Regions from separate parts of the Mus musculus genome. Here regions 2, 3 and 4 are each linked to region 1. A link is a contact called in public Hi-C, HiChIP or PLAC-seq and Micro-C data. All regions are on one chromosome and are shown on one strand. Each heading gives the region's core, a stretch centred on a gene start, on an enhancer-like site or on the middle of the called end of the contact. The rest is flanking DNA. Distances are from core to core; before and after follow the strand shown.

What was found. Hi-C and Micro-C count contacts between places; a contact is called where the count stands out from the background. HiChIP or PLAC-seq counts read pairs in DNA pulled down with a chosen protein or histone mark.
Region 2: a Micro-C map of embryonic stem cells shows a contact between it and region 1, with 2.3 times the contacts expected there. The contact joins the enhancer-like site here to the promoter of Tmem132b in region 1. A contact is called at or near these places in 1 of 15 datasets of contacts at CTCF or cohesin (embryonic stem cells), 10 of 484 Hi-C or Micro-C datasets (cerebral cortex, cortical neurons, cranial neural crest and 3 more), 6 of 115 datasets of contacts at active chromatin or transcription factors (astrocytes, embryonic forebrain, embryonic stem cells and 3 more) and 1 of 9 other capture datasets (embryonic stem cells).
Region 3: a contact with region 1 is called in a Hi-C map of cortical neurons. The contact joins the enhancer-like site here to the promoter of Tmem132b in region 1. A contact is called at or near these places in 3 of 484 Hi-C or Micro-C datasets (cerebral cortex and cortical neurons), 2 of 115 datasets of contacts at active chromatin or transcription factors (embryonic forebrain and forebrain) and 1 of 9 other capture datasets (embryonic stem cells).
Region 4: an H3K27ac HiChIP or PLAC-seq map of SST interneurons shows a contact between it and region 1, with 3 times the contacts expected there. The contact joins the enhancer-like site here to the promoter of Tmem132b in region 1. A contact is called at or near these places in 7 of 115 datasets of contacts at active chromatin or transcription factors (SST interneurons, VIP interneurons, embryonic basal ganglia and 3 more) and 1 of 9 other capture datasets (embryonic stem cells).

Annotation. Positions count from the first base shown.
Region 1 is chr5:125,530,386-125,535,505 of GRCm38.p6, forward strand. It overlaps Tmem132b (transmembrane protein 132B), which reads left to right and starts at 2,033. Exons shown (of 9, transcript NM_001190352.1): 1 at 2,033-2,305. The coding sequence starts at 2,245.
Region 2 is chr5:126,335,671-126,340,790 of GRCm38.p6, forward strand. No RefSeq gene overlaps it. Among named protein-coding and RNA genes, the nearest start is that of Gm23151, 51 kb to the right of the region's middle. Within about 2 kb of position 2,456, at least 3 of the 459 cell types and tissues checked have an H3K27ac peak or open chromatin away from gene starts, as enhancers often do. A contact at or near this core is called in embryonic stem cells, where this site is marked.
Region 3 is chr5:126,271,397-126,276,516 of GRCm38.p6, forward strand. No RefSeq gene overlaps it. Among named protein-coding and RNA genes, the nearest start is that of Gm23151, 120 kb to the right of the region's middle. Within about 2 kb of position 3,120, at least 4 of the 459 cell types and tissues checked have an H3K27ac peak or open chromatin away from gene starts, as enhancers often do. A contact at or near this core is called in cortical neurons, where this site is marked.
Region 4 is chr5:126,066,822-126,071,941 of GRCm38.p6, forward strand. No RefSeq gene overlaps it. Among named protein-coding and RNA genes, the nearest start is that of Gm40329, 28 kb to the left of the region's middle. Within about 2 kb of position 2,595, at least 6 of the 459 cell types and tissues checked have an H3K27ac peak or open chromatin away from gene starts, as enhancers often do. A contact at or near this core is called in SST interneurons and forebrain, where this site is marked.

The sequences.
Region 1 (5,120 bases), core at 783-3,282:
CACACAGAACCTCTGAACTCAAGAAGAAACCCAGAACCCAAGCGGGGTGGTGGTGGCGCACGCCTTTAATCCCAGCACTCAGGAGGCAGAGGCAGCTATACAGAGAAACCCTGTCTCGAAAAACCAAAAAAAAAAAAAAAAAAAAAAAAAAAAAGAAAGAAAGAAAGAAAGAAAGAAAGAAACCCAGAACCCACTGTCCACCTATTGATGCCTTTGCCAGGAGCATGGCAAAGACAGGATTCCTTATGAAGGAGGGCTGCAGGCAGAGCAGAATTTGTTCTTGGTAACTAACCTGCTCCTGCTCCTTATTCTTTTCTTCTTTTTTAAAAAATTGTGGAAGAGCCTGGAGCTGCCTGGACTAATGAGTCCCTACTAATGAAGTAGGTCCACCAGCCCCCTCACCAGCTGGGAAGGCCGGAGTGTGCTGATACTCGCCCATGGAGGCAAATCAGACACGGTGATAACGGCTGCAGCGAGCATGAGGGTGTTACCCTTGGCGGATCGGGTCAGGGGTTTCCTGTGTGCATTCCTGGGAATACCAGCTAGAGGCTGCCCTGACTTTATGTCTCAGGTTGGGAAATTGAGGCTCTTTGGAGGATTATGAGTTTTGCCTGCCCTGGGTTCTCAACTAAGGATGCTGGGCCACAGTCTGCATCATCCCTGTTGACTGATTTGAGGTCTGACCCATCTTTCTTTTTTTCTTTCTTTCTTTCTTTCTTTCTTTCTTTCTTTCTTTCTTTCTTTCTTTCTTTCTTTCTTTCTTTCTTTCTCTCTCTCTCTTTCTTTTTCTTTTTCTTTTTCTTTTTCTTTTTTTTTTTTTTTTTTTTTTTTTGGTTTTTCGAGACAAGGTTTCTCTGTATAGCCCTGGCTGTCCTGGAACTCACTTTGTAGAGCAGGCTGGCCACGAACTCAGAAATCCGCCTGCCTCTGCCTCCCGAGGGCTCGGATTAAAGGCGTGCGCCACCACTCCCGGCTTCTGACCCATTTTTCTACGCCAAGCCAGGACACCAGAAACTGGTGGCAGGTTGAGCAGAACCCAGACTCTAATTCAGGTGTTTAGACACCACAGCCTCTGTCTGGCTTTGCAGCCTGGTGAAGGGAACTTCCAGGGCCTCTCAGAGAAGCACCTCGGAGCTTCCCTGTTTCAACCTGTCGCCTGGACTAGGCTGTGCATTCAAAGGGACTGTAGTTTCTTGGTCCCTGTAAGCTGGGACTCTCTTCCCACGCCGGGCTGAAGCCTGGCCCACTTCGTGGACATATCGGACGACCTGCCTTGGTGGCGGAGCCGTGCCTCCTCTCCCCACTCCTTAGCACAGAAAGAGCGCTCTGATCTGCCTGAGGCTGGTAGATACTCTTGCGGGCTCTCAGGCCACACCACATCTATCACGTGCCCTAGTCTGCGCGCAGCAATCTATCCCTCACAGATGCCTCCTCTGCGGGCCTCTCCGGTAGCTTGCTTGCCTTCTCAACCCCGGGGACGCCCAGCGTTGCGCTCCCTCCCAACACTCCCTGGGAACCCGCTCCGCACTCTAAACGCTCTCTCTGTCCCTGCCCGACTACCTATTCGGGTCTCCACAGGCCTTGGCGGCCCTGTGCTCTCCCCTGGGAGTGAGTGACACATCCTGACGCTTAACCGCTGGGTGGCCGCCTGGTGTCTTGGCCCGGAGGAGGGGAGGGGACTGGGGGGGGGGGAGGACACCTCCCTGCCTCCTCTTTTTCTATTCTTTAACATCTCTGGGTATGTTCCTCCTCTCTCTTCCTCTCTTCCCTATTCCTCTTCTTCTCCCCTTCCTTTCCTCCTTTCATCTCCTTCCTTCCCTAACTCCATCCTCCTCCCTCTTCTTCTAGCCCCATTCCTCCTCCTCCTCTCCCTCCTCCTTCCTCCTCCCTTCCCCTTCTCCCTCCTCCTCCTCCTTTCCTGTCCTCCTCCCTCCTCCTCCCTCCTGGCTGCTCCCCTCCTCCTCCCTCCTCCCTCCCCTCCTCCCTGCTCGGCTCGCTCACTCTCGCGCTGGCTGGAGGGGCGGCCGGCAGCTGGCGCTGGCCGAGGCGGCGGCGGGATGGGACGCGCGCTGGGGCGCAGGAGCCGCGGCGCCGGCGGGGGCCGCGCAACTCCGGCCAAGTGCAGGGCGGGCGCGCGCTGAGCCCGGGCGCCGTCTGCAGCCGGCGGCCGAGCGCGGAGCTGAGAGGTGCGGGAGGCGGCGGCGCAGGAGCGAGCGGAGCCCGGCGCCGGCTCCCGGGAGGACCATGCGGGCCCCGGCCGCGTCGCTCGGGCTGCTGCTGGCGCTGAGCGCGCTCCGCTGCGCAGGTAACGCGGCCGCGTCCCCTCCCCGACCCCGCGCGCAAAGTTGCTGCCTGGGTCCCAAGTCCCGGGCGGCCGCCGCCTCCTGCTCTTGGCGGGTCTGGGGAGCCCCGGGCGGCCCAAACCCCGCGCGCGTCCCCTTTGCCTCCTCTCCAGTCCCAGCTGCCCTTTGGATCCTTTTGGGGCTCCGGGAGCCACAGGCAGGGCTCCCTGAAATACCCCTCCTTACGCTGCCTGGCACCCGGGCCCCGGGGTCTGCTGGAGATGTAGTGGCCCAGCGTCCGTGGATTGCTGTCCTGTTGTCTGGACACCTGCGGGGCCTGGAGGTCGTCTGGGCTGGCCATGTCTGGCTTGGCTGCAGTCCTTCCCGCGCCTGGTTGCCCCTCTGTTTCCAGCCTCCCAAAGCTACCCGCTCCCCCAAGTGGCTCCCGCTGTCTCCCAAAGTAGCTTCCGCAGGCAGCCAGGTGACCCTGCCGCTCACCCTCTGGAAGCGCGGGTCGTCCCAGCACCCTGACCCATACGTGGTCTAGCAGGACCCGGGAGCGTGGTCCGCTCAGGCACCTAGTGATGTCTAACGTGAAGGTGTTCAGAGCCCTCGCCCCGGGATCCGGGAGTCTGGCTCCAGACTGGCACCTGCGCAGCTGTCGCCTAAACCCCGCGAATGGGGGAAGTCAGAATAGCCAGTTATATGCTGTTTGCAGCCTGGGATGGAGTTGGCTAGGTTCAGCCACCTCGGTGTTGCTACGTGTTGGTTGTAGAGGAAGCTTATCCTAAAATGACAGTACCCCCCTCCCCCACCCCAGGCAAGTAGAGACAATCCCAAAGGCTGGGAAGAAGCGACAGTCACGAGCCCTGTTCATGTGCGTATGAGGGCTGTGTTCTCCAGACCTTTAAAGCCCACGTTTTGGGAGCAGGTAGCTTTAGACTGAGAGCTTCGCTTCCCATTCCTTAAAACAAAAACCGACCGTACAGATACCCAGAACGCGGAAGGAAAAATGCACCCTCAACTTTGCGGCTCCGACTGCCTGGGTGAGGTCGCACTTAGGAGTAAACCTGGATGCCAACTTGTTTGGAAGGATGACTGTGCATAGGCAAAAGTAAATATTGCCTTCCTTCTAGATGACCTCAAGTGACCCCAAATATTTACTAAGACTTTCCCCTTGGAGAGATGGTGGCCAGCCTTGGGCTTTGTTTGCACCACTGGAGGATGGCTCTGGTCCTCAAGTGGAGGGCTCTTCCTTGGCGCCGTTAATGAGCAACCTCGAGCTGCTTGCTCTTGGAACTCCCCTGTGGGTTGGAGAGGGGCACTGACGGGGGTCCAGGCCATTTCCTCAGAGCGGAAGCTCTGAGACGCGGTTGCCAAAGTGCACAGTCCCTCGGACTTGCAAATTACAGTGTTGTGGCTATTTTCTCTCTCCACGGGGGTCAGCGTTCGCCTGGCTGTGTTCAAAAAGCCATCCTGGGCAACCTTGAAGGAGGAAGCTGCCTGTTTCTTGCCTTGTGCCAGAACGAGTCCCCTCACCCTGTCCAGCCCCACCCAGCTACAGAAGAGCCTGTGCGTGGATGGCTCTGGGAGGCTTGTGGTAGAAGAGAGGATGTGCCACCCCTGGGAACTCATTCCCGGCCCTCCTAGGAGGTGTCAGTGCAGCTCTCGGCTGCATAGCTTGCCATACTTTGGGTCCTCGGTTGCCCATGCCTTCCATCGGTTCCCACCAGGGACATAAAGAGAAACACAGTTTGCTAAGCCTATATTTAGCTCCAAAACAAGGGTGATGTTTCTGAAAGAGCTGCCTACACTTGGTTGGTTGGTTGGTTGGGAGTTAACCAGCTTCATCTAGAACTGGCTGCATTTTCTAGATCGTTTCTGGACCAACCTTAGATTGAGTGGCTGAGACCCTGGAAGTGGGGCTTGAAGAGTTCAGCTGTACGGAGGCGCTCCTATAGCACACGTTCTGTTGCCTGTGCCCTCTTCCTGCGTGGGCAGCTACCCCGGGAAGGAGAGCGGTGGGCGGACTTCTTGGAGCTTCGTGAGGGCTGAAGCATACGGAATTGCACTTGGTTGGAGTCAGCACCAATCCTCCGGCTTAGCGACTAGGGGGCCCCATCATTCAAACCGTGTTTGTTCATGCTGTGGCTTTGGAAGTTAGTGATGCAGAGACAGACCACTGTCCCCTGGGGGAAATTGACAAGCCTTGCTTTGTTGACCCTTGATGCTTTTGTTTGGAGAGGGTGTCTGTGGAATGGGGTAGATAGGGTTCTCCACCTTCCTCCACCCGAGCCCCTCCCTCGCCCCCAGCCTTGCTAGTGACAAGTTTGCAAATCGTAGGGACGGCGCTGTTGCCTTGCAAGTCACAGGGCTTAGTCCTGCTTGGCCCCGTGTAGTAGTCTATTTGTTCCTCATTACACCACGCCTTGGGAAGGGGTGGCCCCATGGTGTGGGGAAAAAATGCAAATTCCGTCGCAGCCTCCAGTGATTTAATGGCACTGGGGACCTTCCCAGAGTAAATCATCTGGCACCCCTCCTACAGCCAATGGCCAGAACCGGGAGATGTGGGGGGTTTCCTCAGGAGCTCCGCTTTAGTGACTGGAGCCAACAAAGAGCGGGGGCGGTTGCCATGATCCGGAGGACAAAAAGGAGTCCCCTTCTTTACTGGCTTGGAGTCTGGGAGGGTGGTTTCAGGCAGTAAACTTCTCAAGGGTTTCCTTCCCAGAGAACCCCTGGTTCTGGGTAGCCTGTATTCTTCTGCATCTCAGTTTGAAAGTGGGGGATGGAAAGAGTTCGTTTCCCCACAGACCTAGGAGGAGGAAGAGAGGGAAGGGG
Region 2 (5,120 bases), core at 1,206-3,705, 810 kb after region 1:
TTTCTTCTGCACAAGGAGTTTGAAGCCTAAGCCCTTCTAGGCGGTGATTAGCAGCGTAGAAGGGGTTAAGGCTGGGTTTTAGAGCTTGCTCTGAGTAGTGAGCAGGACTCCATAATTGGCAGCTTTTTCCTAATGCCTCTAAATTGTAAATCAGTGTCCTTTGTTCCCTGCTTTGACAAATTAACATGTCAAGAAGAAAAGAAAATCTGTGCTTGACCCCGTGACAATTTTACAAAACTCAAATCCACCTATTAAAAACAAAAGCTTCACATCGCAAATATCTGCTATTTTCAGACACCGGAGGCAAAACATGATTTTAAAAAGCACAAGAAAACTGGTATATTTTGGACCATATATGAACACTTTTCAACGATGAGGTAATTTTACAGAAAATGTCAGTTCAGGCAACAATTGTGTGTGTGTGTGTGTGTGTGTGTGTGTGTGTGTGTGTGTGTGTATGTGTGCATGCACATGGGTGGTGTGTATGTGTGTTTCTTCTTTATGTTTAATTAGAGTGAAGAAATAGACACACATAAGACACATTCTGACTATTTTCTTTTTGTGTTTTAGTTCAGTTTACATTCCAAAATATTTGCCCAATATCCTCAGCCAGGCTTGTTGCAAGCCACATGCTCTGATGAGTGGCATCTATGTGGGTACTGCTCTGGGATTTCTTCCTGGGAAATAGAAACATCTCTGTCTCTTAGACACAGTACAGCCACACCAAAGGATGTATTCATCCAAGTCTAGCTCAGTGGGCTTACTGAGGTCATTTCTTTTTTTTTCAGGAACATGAAGGATTACTCACAGGAACATGAGTGAAGGGTTGCTCAAAGGAGTATGGATAAAGGGTTAACTATAGGAATTTAAGCTACCTCAAAGGAACCTGTTTCACCCCAGTGTGATTGACAATCTCATTACAGCTACTTGGTTTAATACTTTCTGTTTCAACCTCTACCATCTATGTATGTAATCAACCCCAAGACTAGACATGACTGGTGTCTGCTGGTAAAGAGTGGTGCCAGAAATACTGGAGGAGGGTCTGACTATATTCCTCTCCTGTCCTAGGGGTGTTGTTCAGTCAGTCTCATCTCCTTATTGCTGTGGGGCTCTTGTTACTTTTTTGTCATGACGGTGGGGCCAAGATTGACTGTAGGTCACCATAAATGTCTCTGTAGAATGGTGGCTGGGCTGGTAGTAATGTCCCAGCCAAAGGAAATTACTCTGCTATAGTAATATGTAGGCAAAACATTTAATAACTGATCCAAGCCTTGGAAGAGACAGCAAGACCCTTTGGGAAAATGGAGGGCTAGGACATCATCCCTGGTCACTTTCTTGCCCCTCAGAGGGAGGCATCTTGAGACTGAGTCTCCTGCTTTCCCATGAGCTTTGGGGAATGCTGCTTCCCATAGAACGATGAAACGAAGCATAACCATTCCCCCCCCCTTTGCCCTCCCCGCTCTTTCCCCTCCTGCCGCCCCTAAGCTGGCTATAGTGATTAGATAACCTGTCAGGAAAAAAAAAATCAATTCTCCTCTCATCAGCCATTGGTTGCCTGTAGCTCTTCATCTACATATGGGAATTATGAGATTTCTCCCATTCATATTGGGATGTCAATAGGTCTTGCTTAGATGATGTACTTCCTGGTTGGTTTTATGTCAACTTGACACAAGCTGGAGTTATAGAGAAAGGAGCTTCAGTTCCATGAGATCCAGCTGTAAGGTATTTTCTCAATTAGTTGTGGGTGGGACCATCTCTGGGCTGGTAGTCTTGGGTTCTATAAAAAAGCAAGCTGAACAAACCAGGGGAGGCAAGCCAGTAAGTAGCATCCCTCCATGGCCTCTGCATCAGCTCCTGCTTCCTGACCTGCTTAGTTCCAGTCCTGACTTCCTTTGGTGATGAACAGCAACATGGAAGTGTAAGATGAATAAACCCTTTCCTCCCCAACTTGTTTCTTGATCACAATGTTTTGTGCAGGAATAGAAACCCTAAGACAGATGACTATATTACTGAGATTTCATGGGTGTAGATTCCTTTTCCTGTCTAAAAGAGCATTAAACACATGTGCATGTGTGCATGCGAGCTTGCATGTGTGTGTGTGCGTGCCGATTATAATTAAGGAAAGGGGGCATAAGAGGACCTGGAGATGGGAAAGTGAAGGATGGAAGCGATGTAAATACAGCACTAACATATAAACTTTACAAAGGAATTGAAAACCTATCCTTTGCTTCATTCAGAACTGACATCACAAAAGGGAAACAATAAGTAACCCCTCCCTTTTGTGGTACATGGACCAGGAAGTTAATATCCACAACTTCTTACTTCCTGCTTAAGTAACAAATACCTTTGTTACTTAAACAAAGCGCAGCAACTTGCTGTGTTTTCCTCACTGAACCTGGTCAGGCACTTGCCTTGGCCTGGCATTGTCATGTAGGCTCTGCATCTCCATCTCTAAAGGAGGAGGAGTTCATGTGAAATAGAGGAAGTTCTGGCTAACCACAATGGAGTGTGCATGAAGAAGCAACTCTGGAACCTGCCAGCTTGCAGTCCTAGGAAAACAATGTCACTAGAGGGAATAGCAGGACATTTGAGATATGAAAGAATATGGAGAGAATCCTGGGAGATAAAAGCTTAAATGGTGGTGGAGGTGGGAGGTATAAGAAAGGAAGGGTAGAGGGTGGGCTAACCACAGTTAAAGTATGAAGAAGCCTTCCAAGGTCCCACTAGTTTGCAAGCTAATTTAAAAATGTATTTTTTTTAAAAGGGAATTTAAATGGACGTTCTCCTTCTCTACACAAAGACTGGAATTGTCACCTACTAAAGAACACTGTTGTGAAATGGCTCATGTTCAGGGTACAGTCTAACACTCACAGGTTCCCAGATGTCAGAGCAAGGACATCAATAGTGAGCACTGGGAACCATGTGGAAGCAGAAAATACAGTGTGGTCCTTCTAGAAGGGGACCACAGGGCAGGAGCCAGGCAACTGTTGCTAAGGAGAAGCAAGAACCTGAAATTGCTGTGTTTGATCATCATATATGTTTGAGTCAGTCATGGTCAGGCATCTTACACACTGGGATTCCTTCCGATTTCACTCGCAAATGTAAATTCAAAATGATACAGAGACATGCTCCTGAGCCAGGGCTGTTTTCTTTGTCACGGAATGAATCACTGAGTGACAAATTTTGCAGGAAGCCAAGCACAGAGACATCATGAAGCTGCATGTCTCCAATGTAGGATGTTTTGGGGACGTTTATGGGATAGAGGAGTAGAGTTGGTCCAGGGCACAAAAGAGCAAGACTACAACCTAGAGAGAGAATTGAGGGGGTTGGATTAGAAAAGGGTTTTCAGATATTTATGGAATGAAAAAGCAGGTTATGGGGCAGGGAGGTTACTCAATATGAAAGAAGTCATGCATCATCAGGCTTCGACAGACACTTGCTTAGGAGACAGAAACATGAGTGTGATTTGAAGATTGGCTTATCATCCCATTAATAGTCACCCATGTGACACTTGGCACAGGGCAAGTGAAGGGCTTGGGATTTCACCCAGTGCATGTGAGGGTGTAAAGAAAAACAGTCTCTGAGTTTCTTACAAACAGCTCAGACAAACTTTGCCATCAAAGACCACACACCAGGCGTGCTGCCTGCTGCAGGGGAAGTGGGGAACAGTGGATAGAGAGCAGCCATGTGGTCTTCCACGATGGTTAGTGATGGATACGTCTCTGGGGCTCAGCCAGGGTTTCTCTCAGTCTCAGAACATGAACTTTTACCCTTAGTAAAAAGTTGACTTTTCATGAACGTAATATCAAGCCCAAGTACAAGAGACAAGAGGACACACAGAACTTGATACAGGAGCCTGGTAGAATGAGAAAAACACAGACTGTTTCTGTCAGAGTGGCCCCTCAGGGCATCTCGTCTAACCACAACATTGTAAAGATCAGTGATTGACATAGCCCGGGTATTGGACAACTTACCAGAGAAGACACGTTTAGGGTAGGGTAATTATTCTTTAAACACATTAAATTGTACATATAAACATTCTCTATGAACTAAAGCCCTATGCATAAGTAGCTTGTCTATTAAATTCTACAAATTTCTCAGAAGAATTAATACTAACTTTTCTCAAAGCCACTATATCTTTTTTTTTTTTTTCTGTTTTGGTAACTCACTGCATCTAATTGCATTTGACTGCAAAAACGTGGGTGGTTGAGGGGCTGTCTGCTTCAGCTTACCAGAATTTACACCACCAAGGAAAGTGACTCCCTCTCCCCCCCCCCACACTATTAAAGAGTTTTATGTACATGTGTGAAACTGTAAAAGAATAAATGAATTCCATTTTTAGAAATCTCCAAAATCATCAGAGGCAGGAACACTTCTCAATTCATGGTGTGAAGCTGGTGCTATTTAGAGATCACAGCCAAGGAGAGTCCCCAGTAGAAAACTACAAAACAAAACTCTTATCACTATGGACACAAAAACATCCCACTATTCACATAAGGAAAGAAACACACAGATGGGACATATCTGAGTGATTAAAATCATGTAGAAGCTAGAGAGGTGACTCAGCAGTTAGAATTGCTTGCTAGTTTCCTAGAGAACCTGAGTTCAATTCCTGCCACTCAGATTTGGAGGGCTCACAACCCTGTAACTCCAACTTCAGGGAGATAAGATGCCCTCTTCTGGTCTCCGTGTGCATTGCAATTACAAGCCACACACACACACACACACACACACACACACACACACACACACACCATTAAAAATGTCATTTAATCATCTGAAAATCAATGAACACAGCACACTGCATCAACAAAAAACAAAACAAAACAAAACAAAACAAAACAAAACAAAACAAAACAAAACAAAAAAACACTCGATCAGCTCCAAAGACACAGAGAAAAGGTAAAATTAAATTCCATTTCATAACATCTTGATGGGAGAGAATTTGTATATCCTAAAAATGCCACCCGCAAGCCTTCTGAACAGCTCTGTCAGAGGTGCTAGTGAGGAGCAGAGCATTGTCTCCTCCCAGGTCCACAAAAGACCCAGATTGGCTGTGCTTCAGGATTGGGTTTTCGGCACCGCAGTGGAGAGAGTTTGGTGAGGCAGTTAGGATGGGG
Region 3 (5,120 bases), core at 1,870-4,369, 740 kb after region 1:
CCCCTGCTATCACAGTTCTCATAAACCTACTACATCTCTGAAGTTCAGCAGCAACTTCAGCTGTCCCAGGAAGGAGCCATCAGTATCCCAAGTAAGATTTCACATTGTGTGACTTCCCAGCATCTTAAACAGAATTTATCTTATTCTGGCACAAGATGGCCAAAACATCTGGAGAAACAAATTGAGGTGAGCCCTTTCCAGGAGTGCTAATGAAACGAGAGTTGTCAGGGTAAGACAGAGACAAGGTGAGGGCAAGGAGGCGTGGAGCTTAATTGATTTGCTTACAGGGAAAATAAGGTGTAGACAGCATGACTTGTAAGCACACCAGGTGGAACAGTCATTAAAAGCTTATTAGAAGATCGAGGTAACAGGCCTAAAGCAAGATGAGAGAGGGTAAAGCTGATTCCCACAGCTCTGTCTGACCCGGTTTCTTCACTTAGCTCTTTCCTCGTTCACTCTTCCTGAAGCAATTAACAGACTCTAACGGAATCTCTGTCGAAGCTGAAGGCTGCTGGATGGTGTATTAGTTGGGCTTTGTGCGGCTGTGGTGAAACACCTGACACAGTCAACTCATGGGAGCAAAGGTTTATTTCAGCTCATGGTCTCAGAGGGTTTGGTTTAGTCCATAATGCCGCTTTCTATGAACTTGGGGTCTATAATTATGAGGCATAACATCATAGCAGTAAAAGCATATGGTAGAGTATAGTGTGCTTGCTTCATAATGGACAGCATGCAGATAGAGACATAGAGGTGTAGGTAGGTAGGTAGATAGAAAATACATAGATAGATACAAAGATAGATTAGATAGATTAAATAGATGAATACATAGGTAGATTAGAGATATAGACAGTCAGACAGATTAGGCAGATAGATTAGAAAGAAGATAGATATATACATAGACAGATTAAATAGATAGAAAGAAGTTAGGTAGATTAGATAGATAAATAGAATATAAATAGATAGATGTTAGATAGATACACAGATACATATATACATAGATATATAGATAGATACATAGATATATAGATACACAGATACACAGTTAGATACATATATACATAGATACACAAATACACAGATACATATATACATAGATACATAGATAGATGATACATAAATACATAGATATATGGATATATAGATAAAGACAAGGAAAAGGTAGGAGGAGAGAGTGGACAGGTAGAGAGAAAGGAACTGGGGACCAAAATTAACCTTCAGAGATGTCCCTTCTGTGGTCTACTTCCTCCACAGAGGTCATGCCTCCTAAAGTTTCCAGTATTTTCCAAAGGAAGGTCATCAGGTGAGGGCCGAGTGTTTCAGCTCTCAAGCTTGTAGGAGATACTTTCCTAGTCAAGCTATAAAAATAGGTGTGAGAAAATTTATTTTCCAAGGCTCTAGGTTCTATGAAAGAACTGGGAATACACAAGGGCATCCCCCCAGATATGGTGCCAACTCCAAGATCCACTGGGATGTACTGAGTTAATTCCTCCACTATCCAGGAACATGTAAACAAGAACAAGATCATCTTTTTCACGTCACACATGTCTTGTGTTCTGTAATTTCCAGGTTCATGCTCAGCTACAGCAGGTCTGATCAAAGAAGAGATGCCTGCCATTTCTGGAGTAAAGTATATAAATCTAATAAGCTTTCTCCACCTGCCTCTGCTTTCTGTATTAGGTCAGTGGAGAAGGCAGAAGGTAGTCATCAGAACCCAAGATCCAAGAGTCACGAGGAGTCAAGCTCTACACTTCGAAGGTTCTGCGACTACCCTCACATGCAACGGTAGCTGTTGATGAATGCCCTGGCCAATTGGAAAGCCTCTTTCCAATGCTGTTCCAAAACCTACTGCCGTAAACACATACAAAAAAAAAAAGCCTTTTTTTTTTTTTTTTTTTTTGGCACAACACAACCCAGAAATAGATTTTTTTTTTTCCTGTTTCAGCCACGGGCTGCTGTAGAGGTGGCAGCATTGTTAGTTACCAGATTCTAAAATAGACTTGGTACGTTCGCAGTGGCACAATTCCCAAATCGAATGGAAGGCTAGAGCTCTGGGCTTCCCAGTGATGGATGGTGTTCACAAGGGCTAAGGAGAGCCAATAAATCATAAGAAATTTGTACTGTGAATAGAGCTGGAGCCTGCAGCCTGACATTTCACACACCTTAAATGAAGAATAATGGGCCCTTCTCCGATCATTTACCCAATAGGTAGAATAAAATACCAGCGCTGAAGGGACTTTTAAAGCAATCCTGATGAAACACCCTCAGCTTAATCCAGATATTTATTTTGTTCTATGGACTTGATGGACTCTGGGCGTAAATGAATAGAAGAGACCCACTCCTTTTTTCCTTGAGGAACTTCTGTTTTAAGCCAAACTCACCAGAAGACATAAAATTTAAAGATGTGTACATTGGATGCATATAGAAGGTACTATGAAGGTTTGGGCAGAGGGGTGCTTTGCATATCCTAAAAGAAAGAGGACAACCTGGAGCACGGAGAGTGGCAGGCAAGCAAACATGAGGAGAGCATCCAAAGGAGGAGGGAGTTTGAGACTGAAGGAATGAAGTGTACACAGAGTGATATACAAGGAAAGAGGGTCAAAGTTCTTAATCTGGAGAAACCTTCAAGTTTTTCCTGTGCATAAACTCTGTCCCATTTAGCTGTGTGTGTGTGGAATGCAAGGTAGGGGGTGGTAGTATAAAAAGTTGGGCAGTGTTAACCAGAAGAGGAATCTTACCGCAGGAAGAAGAGATGTGCTTTGTATTGTTACTAAATGATAGATGTGTTTAAAGGGCTTTACAGGCACATGCATTTGGTGATCAATCATACGAAACACACACAGGCTGATGGTTCTGATGGAGGCATCCATCCACTGCTTGTAGAGAACTTTGTAACATCTGCCGGGAGGTGGGCTTCCCTGGGGCACATCTGTGTGCCATCACGTAAATGCGCAGTACCATTTCAAGGTGAAGAGTAGTGAGTTATTTTATCATCAGGATTTTAATCTACCTTCGCATCTTCCTGGTGCTTCTTTTTAATGCTTCTATCAAGACGTCGTATATTCACTCCATGCAAATAGCCAGGCCCTGTGGAAAAAAAGCATCTCCCGATTGCCTACAGATGGCCTGATTCACAAATAGAATTGCAGCACTGAATGTCATATGCTTCGAATGCTGGAACAGTTTCAATAAGGAGAGAAATCCTTGTAAGAAATATTGTATCCATATGGCTAGATATTAAACCTTTGTGGAAATGGAGCTTTATGTCTTTCCAATGATGTCCTAGTATACCATCATGTGGGTTACGATCCCAAATGCTGAACGAGGTCTAACAGGTAAAAAGGTAAAAACAAAAACAAAAACAAAACAGAAATCAACTCAAAGCACCCCTGTCTCTCCATCTACCTTTCTACCACTACCCATATCTATATATAATGTTTTCAAGGTATTTGTAAAATTATACACACAGATGATATAAACCTATAGTTTTAAAAAAAGAGAACACATTATTAACAATATACAGAGCACAAGTTGCTGGGTAGATTGCATAATAATAAAAACAAATTTTTGAGAGATGGTCATATTACCCAGACTTGGCTAGCCTGTGTTTTCCCTTTTGTAGGGCAGGTTGGCCTACTCAAAGAGATCCACCTGCCTCTGCCTTTACCTTCAGAGTGCTGGGATCCAAGGTCTGTGCTGCCGTACCTAACAGTACAAACTTTTTATGTGACTCTTTTGGACTATGCCTCAAAATGGTAAATTTTAACTGAGCTGTTTGATAGGTTTGGAAGGAGAGCCCAGAGAGGCTGCCTTGGGGACATGGCAGGGCCATCACATCTGGAACCTCAAAGCATCTGTGGCTTGCCTGTACATGGTAACCCAGTCAAGATATCATCATGGAAGGGGGGCAATGCTCCTGGGTCTCCACCCATAGCAGAAGCATGACTGGCAGTTGACAGCTGTTCCAGAAGGAAGAGAGGATTTTCCTCAGTTGTGATCTAGAGGATGGTCTCACACCCATGTGGATATGGGTAGCACTAACTGGACTCCTGTGGGTTCTAGAAAAGGAAGAGGAGGAGGGTGAAGAGGAAGAGGAGGAGGAGGAGGAGGGTGAGGAGAAGAAATTGGAAAATGTTGTGGGGATCTGGGAGCAGTTGGGGAGAAGAAAAGATAAATATGATCAAAACAGATTGTATGCATGTTTAAAATTCTCAAGAAGTAAATAAAAGGCTTATTTTTGAAGATCAAACACTAATAACAAACAACAAAGATTAACCCTAAGATTTGACTCGCCCATTGAACAAGGTTATGCTCAAATCATTCACTTGCTTTCAATAATTAAAACAGGGAACTGAGAGAATGCAAAGTAACTTCTGAATGGGGTGAGTCCAGGCTGAGGTTGCTACCTGGGAGTCTGAAGGAGAGGTGAGGCACCTTCTCTCTGGCCAATTTGTTGATTAAAATAAAGCACAATGAACTTGTCAGTACAGAGAAATAAGCTTTCAAAATGAACTCTGGAGTGGAGCTTTGGATTACCTTGAAAGGCCAGAACATCCATCAACAGTGCGTTTAACGAGGCACAAATGAGCTGTAGGTGAACACAGAGTGACCTCCTTAGACTGTCTCCCTCTTTGCCATGTACTCAGCACTCCTTTATGACAGAAACACAAACATTCCCTTTACCAGTCTGGATCCTGTAAGCATTAGAGATAATGGTTCTAGGTTTTGCTTTTTGTTTTCTCACACGTGTGTGTGCATGTGTATGTATATGTGTGTGTGTTGTGTTTTGTTGTGTTATGTGTGTGTTGTGCATATTGCACACGTGTGAATGGGTGCGAACCCATGAATGTACATGCAGTGGCCATGCAACGACATTGGATGTCTTTCTTGTATTGCTCTCTGTCTTACTGCCTTCAGACAGGATCCCTCCCTCCACCAGAAGCTCAGTTTCTGCTAGCCTGGCTAACAGCAGGATCTGCCTGTCTGACTGTCTCCAACCCCCAGTACTGGAGCTACAGACATCTATCTGCTATCATGACAGCAGGACCTCAGAGGGTGAACTGAAGTCCTCATGCTGGCAGGGCACGTGTTCTTACACACTGAGCCATCTCTCCTGTTCATGC
Region 4 (5,120 bases), core at 1,345-3,844, 540 kb after region 1:
TGAGCCATCTGTGATGATTTATATATGCTTGGCCCAAGGAATGGCAGTGTTGGGAGGTGTGGCTTTGTTAGAGAAGGTATGGCCTTGTGGGTATGGGCTTTAATACCTTTGTTCTAGCTGCCTGGAAACCAATATTCTGCTAGCAGCCTTCAGATGAAGATGTAGAACTCTCAGCTCTACCTGCACCTTTCTTGCCTGGATGTTGCCATGTCCCTGCCTTGATGATAATGGACTGAACCTCTGAACCTGTAAGCCACCCTCAATTAAATGTTGTCCTTTATAAGACTTGCCTTGGTCATGGTATCTGTTCACAACAGCAAAACCCTAAGACACCATCTCTTCAGCCTCTAGCTGTGATTCTTGACTTTAATCACAGGACAAAATTTCAGGACTAATCAAGAAAATTCAGTAAGTGTCTTAATTTGGAGAAAGGGTATGTTCAAGGAAAGCTAGATCTGGGCCTTAGCACTGTTAAGATACTTTAGGTTTTATGCCATTTAAAGGAGGATATTTATAACTAAGGAGAGAAAATAATAAGGTTTGGGCCAATTTTAATATAAGAAGAAATACAACTAAGATTAAAATTGATTAAAAGTTAAATGTCAAAGTAATTTAATCATACACAGGTTTCTTTAAAACATGGGCATGGTTCACTGCTGTCTTAACACTCTAGGTGGTGATGTTTTCAGGAAGAGAACATTCCCTTTGGGTATAGTTTTGGCTTAAGGAAATCCCCAGGTAGCTGTGTCAAAACTCTACACTGAGTCAGCAGGAGATGCCAGTCAAGGGAGGGCATAGACACTTAGGTCGGGTGAGGGGCTCTGCTTCTTTCCCATGTCTTCTTAGCCTTTCCCTATCTTCCTACCCTGCCTTGTTTCTGGTAAGTTGACAGCTGTGAATAAGGAAGTGGCTCTTGAATTCAAAGCTATTTGCAAGTGTGTGCTGCTGTGGAGGCCAGAGCTAGTGGTACAGTTACCCTAGAGGAGGGAGGAACAGGCAGTTCTCTGAGTATGCTGTCTTTTGCTGACCAAAACAAACAAGCAAACAAACAACAAAACCTGGGGAGGAGAGGGTCCATTTGGCTTCCTGGTTATAGTCCGTCATTGATGGAGCCAAGCTAAGCTCAAGGCAGGAGCCTGGAGGCAGAAACTGAAGCAGAGACTACAGAGGAAAACTGCTTATTGCCTTGTTCCCCATAGTTTGCTTAGCTACATTCTTTTTTTTTAAAGGTATATTTACATGTATGAGTGTTTTGCCTGCATGCACGTTACACGCAAGCCTTGTGCCCGCAGAGGCCAGAAAAGGGATTGGTTCCCTGCAACTAGAGTTACAGATGGTTGTGAGGTACTGTGTGGAACTGGTGGGAACTGAACTTGGATCCTCTATAAAAGCACTCAGTGCTTTTAAGTGCTCAGGCATCTCTCCAGACAGCTGTTTTCATGTACAACCTAGGGCCACCTGTCTAGGGATGACACCGCCCACAGTGGACTCGGCTCTCCCCCACATCAGTCACTAACAGAAATATAAAAACTTCCCCACAATCATGCCCACAGGAGACAATTCCTCAGCTGAGGTTCTCTTTTCACAGATGAGTCTAGTTTGTGTCAAGCTAACAGAACTAACCAGCACAACCCCAGTATCTTGATACCTAGATATGAACAGTGTTCTGTGTGCAAAATCATAGACTCAGATATACTCCATGAAGTCAGGAGATAGGAGATAATCATTACTGACTTTTCCCTTTAATTGTCTGGATTTGAGGACAAAAAAAGAACCTCACCACATTCAACTGCATCACATAAATATTTCTTGGAAATAACTTGCTTCGTTTTTATTTTAAAAGAAGCTACTAGAATTAAGCCCTGTTTTATAGAACAACATGACAAGCACATTTATAAAAGCGAATGTACCAGGAATTATGTAAGAATGCTGAAATCATTTTTCTCTTTGTAGACAGGCATAGAGTTCTTTTCTATTTATATGCAAATGTCAGATTGCATAGCTTATTATATATATTTTTTGCACAATTCTCAAATCATATTTATTGCACAGAGTTTAGATGAGTGGAATCCTGGGTTGATAGCCAGGCCATTCTGATACTAGGTTTAGAAAATTCATCTCTGCACCAAAATGTGCTTTTTCATTCTGCATATGACGTGCCGTACACATCTTAACTTTCATACATACATTACTCCATTTTGCACAAGAATATAATAATTTGTGGATTTTAAAGTCAGCATTAAATTTTAATCATTTTTAAAGACTTGGCATGTGTGTGTGTGCACGCGCGCACAGTTACCTGGGAAGTCCAGAAAGGATATTAGATCCCCTGAATCAGGAATTACAGGCATTTGTGAACCTCTGACATAGGTGCTGGGAACCTAACTATGTCCTCTGTGAGAGCATTTTATGGCCTTAACCTCTGAGCCATCCCTCCAGCCTCCAGCATAACATTTTAAAGGAGACAGCAGCCTTTTAGATGTGCAGAAATGCCCACTTTCTCCTTAAATGTCTGCCTGGTATGAACTTTCAAGTCTTTCCTGACTTAGTTTAAGTTTCCCTGGCTTCTCTTTATCCGATTGCCTCCTTTGTCCCTGTGTGTTTAAGTCCTTTCTGGGAGAGCTGCCTGTAATTAAAATGATTACTAATTGTATTTTTAATCAGTTCCTGCCTAATGAGAAATTACAAAAACAATTTGGTCCCTGCCGGGAGGTGAGTGACCAGAAAATAATTGCTATTTAAGTGATGAAGTTTCTCATACTTAAAGGCTTTCCCACAGATAAGGGCTTCTGAGAAAGGAGGGAGGGTGGGTGGGAGGGGGAGAAAGGGTGAGAAAGAGAGGGAGAGATACCTGTTTAGAGTAGGTTGGGGTACAAGTGGGAGAGAAAAAAAAAGGTCAACTTTGGATGTGGTTTCCTCTGCTTCTGTCTTAGATACTTTTCCTATCCCTTTTATAAAATATTCTGGAAACAGCAACTCTAAGAAGGAGGGGCTCATTTTGGCTCGGACCATCATGTTGAGAAAGACATGAGGGCAGGATCTTGAGGTGGCTGGTTACATTGTATCCAGGAAGCAGAGAGACAGATGCTGGCGCTCGGCTTGCTTTCTCCGTTTTGATCCAAGACTCCAGCCCATGGGATAGTGCTGCCTAGGTTTAAGGTAGGATTTCCCACTTTATTTAACCTAATCAAGATGGTTTCTGGTAGACACTCACAAAGACTGGTGTAGATAATCCCTCATAAGTGTGCCCAGGAAATGGTCTCTGGGTGATCCTCTATCCTGCCAAGTTAACAAGCAACATTAACCACCACAGCTTCCAAATTTAAAAGGACAAGGAGGTTTGAGAGAGGTCTGGGTTCTTTGTTTAGGACCCATTTGTTCCCCGTGCATTTAGACATTCTTCAGAACTCTGGGGGTAGCGCCATCAAGTCAAGCATACTCCAAGAAATGGCTTTGAGAAGTGGTCAATTGGCTGTCTTGCTTTTTAGGACTGTTATTCACCACTGTATAGTATTTCCTTAGTTCACCTTCATTTTCATCTTCCTAGCCAGTCACATTTCTTCTTAGCTGGGGTCCTTCTCTATAGATCTAATGTCTTCTTGTGATGGGCATTGTGACATTAGTCATTTCAATTCACTCTAATGGACACACAAATCCACCGTTCACAGGCATAAACAGAACGAGATCCTTCTATGGGGATGTCATCGCCCCTGAGACCCTGAAGTACCCAGTTAACCCGTGGTTGCTATCCTTTTAAGATTTGCCTATCATAGGTTTAATTAAGAGCCATATGCAACCTTCAATATGTTCCTTTAATTGCAGATAAGACAACCAGGGGTTCTTAGTAGCAAAGCCCAACTTGTAAGAGCAAAGTTTTCTGGGATGTCAGAAACCTTGTAAGAGCAAAAGATTCTGAGATCTTGTGCGCCACAGGTCTCCACTGTTGTTGTGGTCCTGAAGATGACTGGGACATAGGAGGTGAATGATAGTTCTAGAAACTGTCAATACCTCAATTTGGCAGATATGGAAAGCTTAAGGCCCCCACCTCTGCCACTGCTTCCTGTAGAACAGGGATCTCACTGGTCCTCGTGAGTGTGGTCTGCTTGCATGGTACATAAACACAGCGAGAGAATAGGTGGTGGTTTGCTGTTTCTTATATACCGGTAAGTTTAGAGAAAGCTGCAGAGGCCACAGGCGTTCCACTGTCCACCAGAGAAATGAGTGAGCAGTGTCTTCCAGTGAGGTGGAGAGAGGACTGGAGGTCCAGGTGATGCCCACAATCCAATTCTGAAATTTAGGATCCATCACAGAAATGAATGGCTTCTTTTGCCAAGTTAAAAGAGGGACAGGTTGGAGGTCTTTTCTGGTTGGCAATAAATGGTTACCTCATAAGATATGACACACTTTTAAATTAGTTGCTTTATAATTTTTTTCATACAATATATTTTGACCATATTCTTTCTACTCTTAGTTCCTCCCCATCCTCCCTACCCACACTTAGTTCTTTCTCTTTCTACCAAAACAAAAAACAAAACCAAAAACTATAAAAGCAAAACCAATAAGACAAAAATTACCAAAACAATACAGAACCAAAGAATACACAAAGACACATGGAGTTCATACTGTATTAGCCAAATACTTGTACACATAGAACCTGCCCTGGAATGCTGTTGATACAGATTCTGACACTCCACTGAAGAAAAGTGGTCTCCCCCTTTCCCAGAAGGTATAAATTGTGAATAGCTTTTTGGTTAGGAGCCCATGTCCCCTTCTCAGTACTGGGATTTTATGACTCATTTTGTGTTGTGTATTCCTGTAATGATTTCTATACCACAAGTAGAGAGAAATGGGTTGGTGTCACCTATAGAACCCTCCATGTATGACTGGCCCTTGTCACAGATTTACTCCCTGTCTGTGCTTGACGGAGTTTTCTGTCTCAATCTCTTCATCTGGGATTCTAGCCCCAGGTACTACCGAGGTGCCCTAGCTCCCCATGCCCGCTGGGTCACACAGCAGTGTCCAAAAACACTGAGATATTGTGGGGAGAGAGCTCTAGTTTGCAGAGCCAACACCATGCTATTTTATTCTGACTTATTCCTTCTTCCAACCATTATATTATC